Linked DNA regions of Mus musculus: region 2 is linked to region 1. Evidence: chromatin contacts called from public HiChIP or PLAC-seq data. All regions are on one chromosome and are shown on one strand. Each heading gives the region's core, a stretch centred on a gene start, on an enhancer-like site or on the middle of the called end of the contact. The rest is flanking DNA. Distances are from core to core; before and after follow the strand shown. Region 1 overlaps Stx1a (syntaxin 1A (brain)). Region 2 overlaps Baz1b (bromodomain adjacent to zinc finger domain, 1B).

Evidence for each region. HiChIP or PLAC-seq counts read pairs in DNA pulled down with a chosen protein or histone mark.
Region 2: a contact with region 1 is called in an H3K27ac HiChIP or PLAC-seq map of embryonic stem cells, with 5 read pairs. The contact joins two enhancer-like sites. A contact is called at or near these places in 4 of 39 promoter capture datasets (the C10 cell line, cranial neural crest, frontonasal cranial neural crest and 1 more), 1 of 484 Hi-C or Micro-C datasets (embryonic stem cells), 1 of 115 datasets of contacts at active chromatin or transcription factors (embryonic stem cells) and 3 of 9 other capture datasets (adipose tissue, liver and pancreatic islet).

What each region holds. Positions count from the first base shown.
Region 1 is chr5:135,040,520-135,043,892 of GRCm38.p6, forward strand. Stx1a (syntaxin 1A (brain)) reads left to right here. Exons shown (of 10, transcript NM_016801.4): 4 at 718-792; 5 at 1,412-1,485; 6 at 1,590-1,698; 7 at 2,074-2,147. Among named protein-coding and RNA genes, the nearest start is that of Stx1a, 19 kb to the left of the region's middle. Within about 2 kb of position 1,787, at least 41 of the 459 cell types and tissues checked have an H3K27ac peak or open chromatin away from gene starts, as enhancers often do. A contact at or near this core is called in embryonic stem cells, where this site is marked.
Region 2 is chr5:135,222,084-135,225,456 of GRCm38.p6, forward strand. Baz1b (bromodomain adjacent to zinc finger domain, 1B) reads left to right here. Exons shown (of 19, transcript NM_011714.2): 8 at 1-13; 9 at 1,002-1,135. Among named protein-coding and RNA genes, the nearest start is that of Fzd9, 27 kb to the right of the region's middle. Within about 2 kb of position 1,863, at least 9 of the 459 cell types and tissues checked have an H3K27ac peak or open chromatin away from gene starts, as enhancers often do. A contact at or near this core is called in embryonic stem cells, where this site is marked.

The DNA of each region.
Region 1 (3,373 bases), core at 537-3,036:
ACAAGCTGAACACCCTGAGGCCTCAGCCAGCCTGAGGTCACAGCTGTGGCTAGGACAAGGGCCACTGTTTTCCCTTACCTCTGTTCACCTCTCCTGACCCCCAGTGACCTGTCACCTCCATGGCTACAATCCTCCCCCCACCCCGGGGTATTATTTCTTTGAAACTGCTGTTCTGTTACTACTCCCGCACCCCCAAAACCAGGGTGCCCCCTGCCTCAGCCACTCAGGGCAGCTAACCACCTAGGAAGGGCAGCTTTGTGAAGAGGAGTCCAAGGTCAGCTGTGGCTTTCACTGGGAGGCAAGGTGAACCACTGTGCTTCAGCCTGGTGGGTGTCTCTGCTTGCCCGCCTGAGCCATCCGGTAAAGCCAGGTGAACCGAGCTCATCCCACTCCCCGGCACACGGCACCCGTTAAGTAAACAGTCCTCAGCGAGGGCCGACCAGCCTTAAATTTAGCCCCATCTGTTATCTACAGGGGAAGGGAGAGGCAGCGGAGGAGGAGGGAGGCTTCTTGGAAGGCAGTGGGAGAGAGGGTGAGACTGTAGCTGCCGGTGGCCTTGGCCTAGAATTGCAGCTGTAGACCAAGACATCGCCTAGGGGAGGAGGGAGATCACAAGGCTGGGATTTGCCCAGAGCCCTCCATCCCATTCCTAGTGCTAGAAGCTGGCACCATGTCTTCTCCTATCCCCCTCCCACCCCCCCACCCCCCACCTCATAGAGACAAAGGAGGAACTGGAGGAGCTCATGTCGGACATTAAGAAGACAGCGAACAAAGTTCGCTCCAAGCTAAAGAGTAAGTCGCCCTGGTGGCTGGGGACCTGGGGATGTGGCTCAATTGGTACAGCGCTTGCCTAGCCTACGTGAGGTCCTGAATTCAGTTCAAAATGGAGGTATAAGGATCAGGACAGCCGAGGCGACATAGCTTGAGGACAGCCTGGGTTATATGAGAATTGTATAGAAATAATAAACTAAAAAATATTTTTTAAAATTAAAAATGTCCACCCGAAGAGTATCCATGCATAGACCATAGCTTGTCTCTGTTCACAGACATGCATGCATGTCCAGTGGCCAGGGCTGCTTAGGGGACATGTTCTACAGCGGGGGTAGACACCTGGTCCTCCCCACCTTCCTGCACAAAAGTGGCCTGAGCTGCCAGACCCTGCACAGCACCCATTTGGGTGCACAGGGTTGGGTGTGTGCTCACACGGAAGTGTACACAGCTGTACACACCTCCCAGCTGGAAGGACTGCTGTTGGTCCTGCGTCCATTATTGATTACAGTTTGCCTTCCATGTGACCCCCCATCCCTTGTGGTTGGGGAGGGGAGCCGAATCCTTGACTTATGGGTGGGGTCGATGCATGGAGGCAGGGAACTGCTCAGCGGCCTCCTTTCCTCACTCCTCCCCACCCCAGGCATTGAGCAGAGCATCGAGCAGGAGGAAGGTCTGAACCGCTCATCAGCCGACCTGAGGATCCGGAAGACGCAGGTGCAGCCATGGCGAGGGTGGGCGGGCACCTGAGTCTCTGGGTTTTCCGTAGAGCCCACTACCTAACCTACCGGTACCCTTGTCTCCCCGCCCCCGACTGCCAGCACTCCACGCTGTCCCGAAAGTTTGTGGAGGTCATGTCCGAGTACAACGCCACTCAGTCAGACTACCGAGAACGCTGCAAAGGGCGCATCCAGAGGCAGCTGGAGATCAGTGAGCTGGGGCAGGGTCCGGGCTGGAAGGGAGGGCCTGGGGTTGTGGTTTGAGCCAGGAGATGGTGGTAGGTGTGGCCTGTGGCTAGGGGTGTGACTTGGGTTGGAGGGGTGGTGCCATGAAGAGTCTAGGTATGGGGGTTTGGGCTAGATAGAGTGGGGTTGGGTAGGACCTCGTGGTGTGCTTATGGCCTGGTGGGCGCGGGGGTGAGGCCATTGATGAAGCCTGTGGCTGGAAATGGGGGGGGGGGGATCAATAACGGCATGGGGGCGGAGCTTATAGCTAGAGGTGTGGTTGAGGGTGGTGCTTTGATCAGAAACTAGACCCTATTGAGCTCGCAGGAGAGGGCGTAGCTTAGTGTGATCCCACCCACAGCCGGCCGGACCACGACCAGTGAGGAATTGGAAGACATGCTGGAGAGTGGGAACCCTGCCATCTTTGCCTCTGGGGTGAGTGTGAACCCCTCCCCATTTACCAGGACTCATTAACCACATCCCTCCGCACTACAGCACAGTGTGTGGGTCAAACCCAGGAGCAGGGCTGTGTTTGGATACTGCAGCGAAACGAGGCTGATTTTAGAGAAAGCCTGAATCGAAAGTGAAGGGAGGCCTTCACACAGGTGAAATACACACAGGTGAAGTGGTGGTGCATGCCTTTAATCCCAGCACTTGGGAGGCAGAGGCAGGTGGATCTCTGAGTTCGAGGCCAGCCTGGTCTACAGAGTGAGTTCCAGGACAGCCAGGGCTACACAGAGAAACCCTGTCTCGAAAAAAAAAAAAAAAAAAAAAAAGAAAGAAAATGAAGGGAGGGGACCAGATTGAGGGTCATATAAATGCCAGTGACAGGGGTGAAATTTCAAGAGTTGTGTCAGGTTAAGATTAGATAAAGGAGCTTGCTGCCAGGCCAAAGACCTGAGTTGGACTCAAATGGTGGAAGAGAGAACTGCAAGTTGTCTATACTCACACCACACACACATAGCACATGCACCCTGCACCCGTACACACCACATGCATATACACACATGCACACACACCATATGCACACACTCATACACACACACACACACACACACACACACATATATACACACACACACACACACACATATATATATATACATATATATACACACACACACACACACACACACACACACATAGACACACAGAAATACACACAGGGAAAACACAATGCACATAAAATAGAAATAAATAAATCTTTTTTGTTTTGTTTTTTGTTTTGTTAGTAGCCACCACGCCCGGCTACTTATTTTGCTTTTTAAGATTTATTTAGGGCTGGTGAGATGGCTCAGTGGGTAAGAGCACCCGACTGCTCTTCTGAAGGTCCAGAGTTCAAATCCCAGCAACCACATGGTGGCTCACAACCATCCGTAACAAGATCTGACTCCCTCTTCTGGTGTGTCTGAAGACAGCTACAGTGTACTTATAATAATAAATAAATCTTTGAAAAAAAAAAGATTTATTTATTTTGCCAGGCGGTGGTGAAGCACGCCTTTAATCCCAGCACTCAGGAGGCAGAGGCAGGCGGATTTCTGAGTTCCAGGCCAGCCTGGTCTACAAAGTGAGTTCCAGGACAGCCAGGGCTACACAGAGAAACCCTGTCTCGAAAAAACCAAAAAAAACAAAAACAAAAAGCAAAAAGCAAAATAAGTAAA
Region 2 (3,373 bases), core at 613-3,112, 180 kb after region 1:
GCAACCATAACAGGTAAGTTACTCAACTTAATTTCCGTGTCTTCTGAGAGGGAAGCTAGCTAAGGTGCTAGAGACAAACTGCTTCTGTTCAGTTCTTCAGTTCTGTTTGTAGCGATGATTTCTCATTGTGCAACTATTGACTACTACTGGTGTCAGATGTCAGGGTTATGACGTTAGATAAGACAGTCTCCCAGGCTTGTTGGTAGCTTATATCGGAGCTCTTGCATAAACCATGGGTTCTATTCCTATGATTAAGAAAAAGTCTCAGCCAGGCGGTGGTGGCGCATGCCTTTGATCCCAGTACTTGGGAGGCAGAGGCAGGTGGATTTCTGAGTTTGAGGCCAGCCTGGTCTACAAAGTGAGTTCCAGGACAGCCAGGGCTACACAGAGAAACCCTGTCTCAAATAAAAAAAAAAAACAAAAGTCTCCTCTTGTCCCCAAGGGTATCATTGATAGAAAATTTAAATAATACAGACAGATGAACTATAATCCAAAATTTTTTTTTTTTTTTAATGGTTCAGTATTTTAGAAGAGATGGTTCAGTGATTTAAGACCACTTACTGTTCTTGCATTTACTGTTCTTGGAATTGGGTCTAAGCACCCACATGGGGACTAAAACCATTTGTAACTCTAGTTCCAGGATTCTGAAAACCTCTCTGAACTCAGTCATGCATGTATACATGAAGGCAAAACATGACAGACTTAAAATAATTTTTTTGTTTTTTAGGTAAGGTATTTTAAATTCATTCCTTGTGTGGAACCTAATGAGACAGAATAGACATTACAGAAGTGACACAGACATTAGATGAATTCCAGATGTCAAGGCATCTTTGTTACCCTGTCTTTCCTTACAACTCTTCTATGTCAAATTGTGAGGAAGGCACTGTCAGCTGTGACCAGTGCTACTCCTGCTTGTTAGCAGTAAAGTGATCCAGCCGTCTCTCTGTCCACTGTTGCACTTATCATGGGTGTTACTAATTAATCCTTGTTGTGCTTTGTAGATACTGGCTCTTCTCAAACGAAGTCCCAGGATTATTCATTGAAAAGGGCTGGGTCCATAATAGCATTGACTACCGGTTTAAGCATCACCGCAAAGACCACAGCAATTTACCTGATGATGACTACTGTCCTCGAAGTAAGTATATCTGCTGCAGAGGTTGTTGACATAAAGCAGTGATCCCTAACCATGGGTGGAGGAGTGGGGGGTGGGGGAGACCTTTTCTTAGGAGTTGATAATCAGGCTAGGTTGAGGTCACAACAACATGAGGACCTATATTAAAGTTGCAGCATTAGGCAGGTTGAGAACCACTGCTTTGAGTATGGTGTCTGCTCCAGGCGGGAAGTGGTCATGTCCAGAATGCATTGAACAAGTCTGAGCTGTGTAGCAGCCCAGCACAAAACACTGGAGTACTGTTTTCCTTAGTGAGTGTGTGGCTGCCTACGAGCTGTGGCCACACCCTAGCTCAGGAAACAGAACTGCAGGGTGCTATTAGGAAAAAGATTTAAGGACTGTTTCTTTTGAGTGTGTTTTGACCTTCCTCTTTGTAAAGATGAAATATTTTTATGTGTTTGAAGCAGTGCTGTGCTATAGTTCAGGCTGGCCTAGAACTGTCAATCCTCCAGCCTCAGTCTCTTGAGTACCAGGATTGTAGGTGTGCACTTCCACCCTTGCTTTGAGATAGTTTAAGTAGGGACTGTCTGTGGTTTAGGATTCACATGGAGGACTGACTTTCCTGTGTCCCCTTTCCCGGCTGTGGTTTCTTTATTACCACCCAGCTTCTGAGAGAAGAGGAGCATGCAGAGAGAAGAGAGCATGGTAGCCCTGATCCTAGCTTAATGAGGGAAGAGGAGGAGTGAATACTTGTGGGTAGTAGATTTTACAGAAATAGCTTTCAGATTTTGTACCTTGTTAATGTCTGTAGAGGCATCAAGCCTAAAACTGAGGTAGGAGACCAAGGAAACTGTTATTTGTCCTCTTTCTCTGCTTTTTAAATTAATTCTGAAATACCTTGTATTGTGCAAAGAAAATTTAGATGTGCTGGAGATTTGACTGCAAAAAGGACAGATAAGGTCCTGAATGTCATTTCACTGCAAATCTAATAAGGAGAAAAATAGACATATCTCATCTTAAGTCAGGGACTGCTCAAGTAATCTCAGCACTAGGAGCCTGGGGTGGGCAGGAGGTGGTGAATTTGAGACCACCCTGGGCTCTGTAGTGAGACCTGTAGGGTGGGTGCAAGGATTGACTGAGCCTGAGGCACAGTGGCATGCGTCTATAGTTATAGTTCCTTGGAAGGCTGGAGCAGAGTGATATTTGAGCCCAGTTGTTGAAAAGGACAAAACAGGGAGACCGCCTACCACCTGCTTGGGATCTCATATAACCTAGGCTGGTTTTGAAGTCTTTTTTAAAGTATGTGGTATTTTGTGTGTGTGTGTGTGTGTGTGTGTGTCTGCACTGTGTGCATTTGGTGCCAACGAAAGTCAGTAGAGGCATCAGATTCTATGGAACTAGAGTTACAGATTTAACTGCCATATAGGTTCTGGGATTTAAACCCTGGTCCTCTGGAACCATTGGGTTATAATAACCTGATGAAGACTGCTTCTCAAGAATTGTATTTCTCTAGGAATGTATTTTTTATTTTTGTTTTAAAGTAGTGCTTGATTTTGAAGATACTCCTAATAACAAACTTAATGTAGCATTATTAATAATAAAACCACTCATTTCTTTTATACATCTGAAAACTTTAAGGCTTCTTTATGGTAAGTTATTTTAAGTGTAGATTATATTACCTTGCAGCACATTCTGGATTTGGTATACTTTACAGATAATATTAGTGCTATCTGATGCAGTTGAACTAGAGAAGAGTTGACTGTAGAGTCAGGCTCTTCAGATTTAGAAGTGATTCCAATAGAATGTAGGACTTCTCAAAAGCTTATCTAGAGCATCCTAGTGGAGATTTGTTTTGTTTTGTTGCCCCACCCCCTTTTTTTCTTTTGGGTGTTTTGAAACAGTTTCTCCGTGTAGCCCTGGTTGTCCTGGAACTCACTATGTAGACCAGGTTGGCCTCAAACTCAGAAATCTGCCTTTCTCTGTTTCCTGAGTTCAGGGATTAAAGGTATATATATATATGACCACTGCCTATTTGAGGATTTTTTTTTCTATATGATATTGATATGTTTGTGTATACGTATGTGTGAATGCATGTAGACGTCAAAGGACACCTTGTAGGATTGGTTCTCTCCCCTGTGTTGGTCCTGGGGATTGAACTCAGGTCTTCAGGTCTGGGGGCAGGCACCTTTACCTGCTGGGCCATTTCTCTGACCTCTAGTGGATTTTTAGATTGATTTGAAGTTGATTGGTTATTTATTTTGA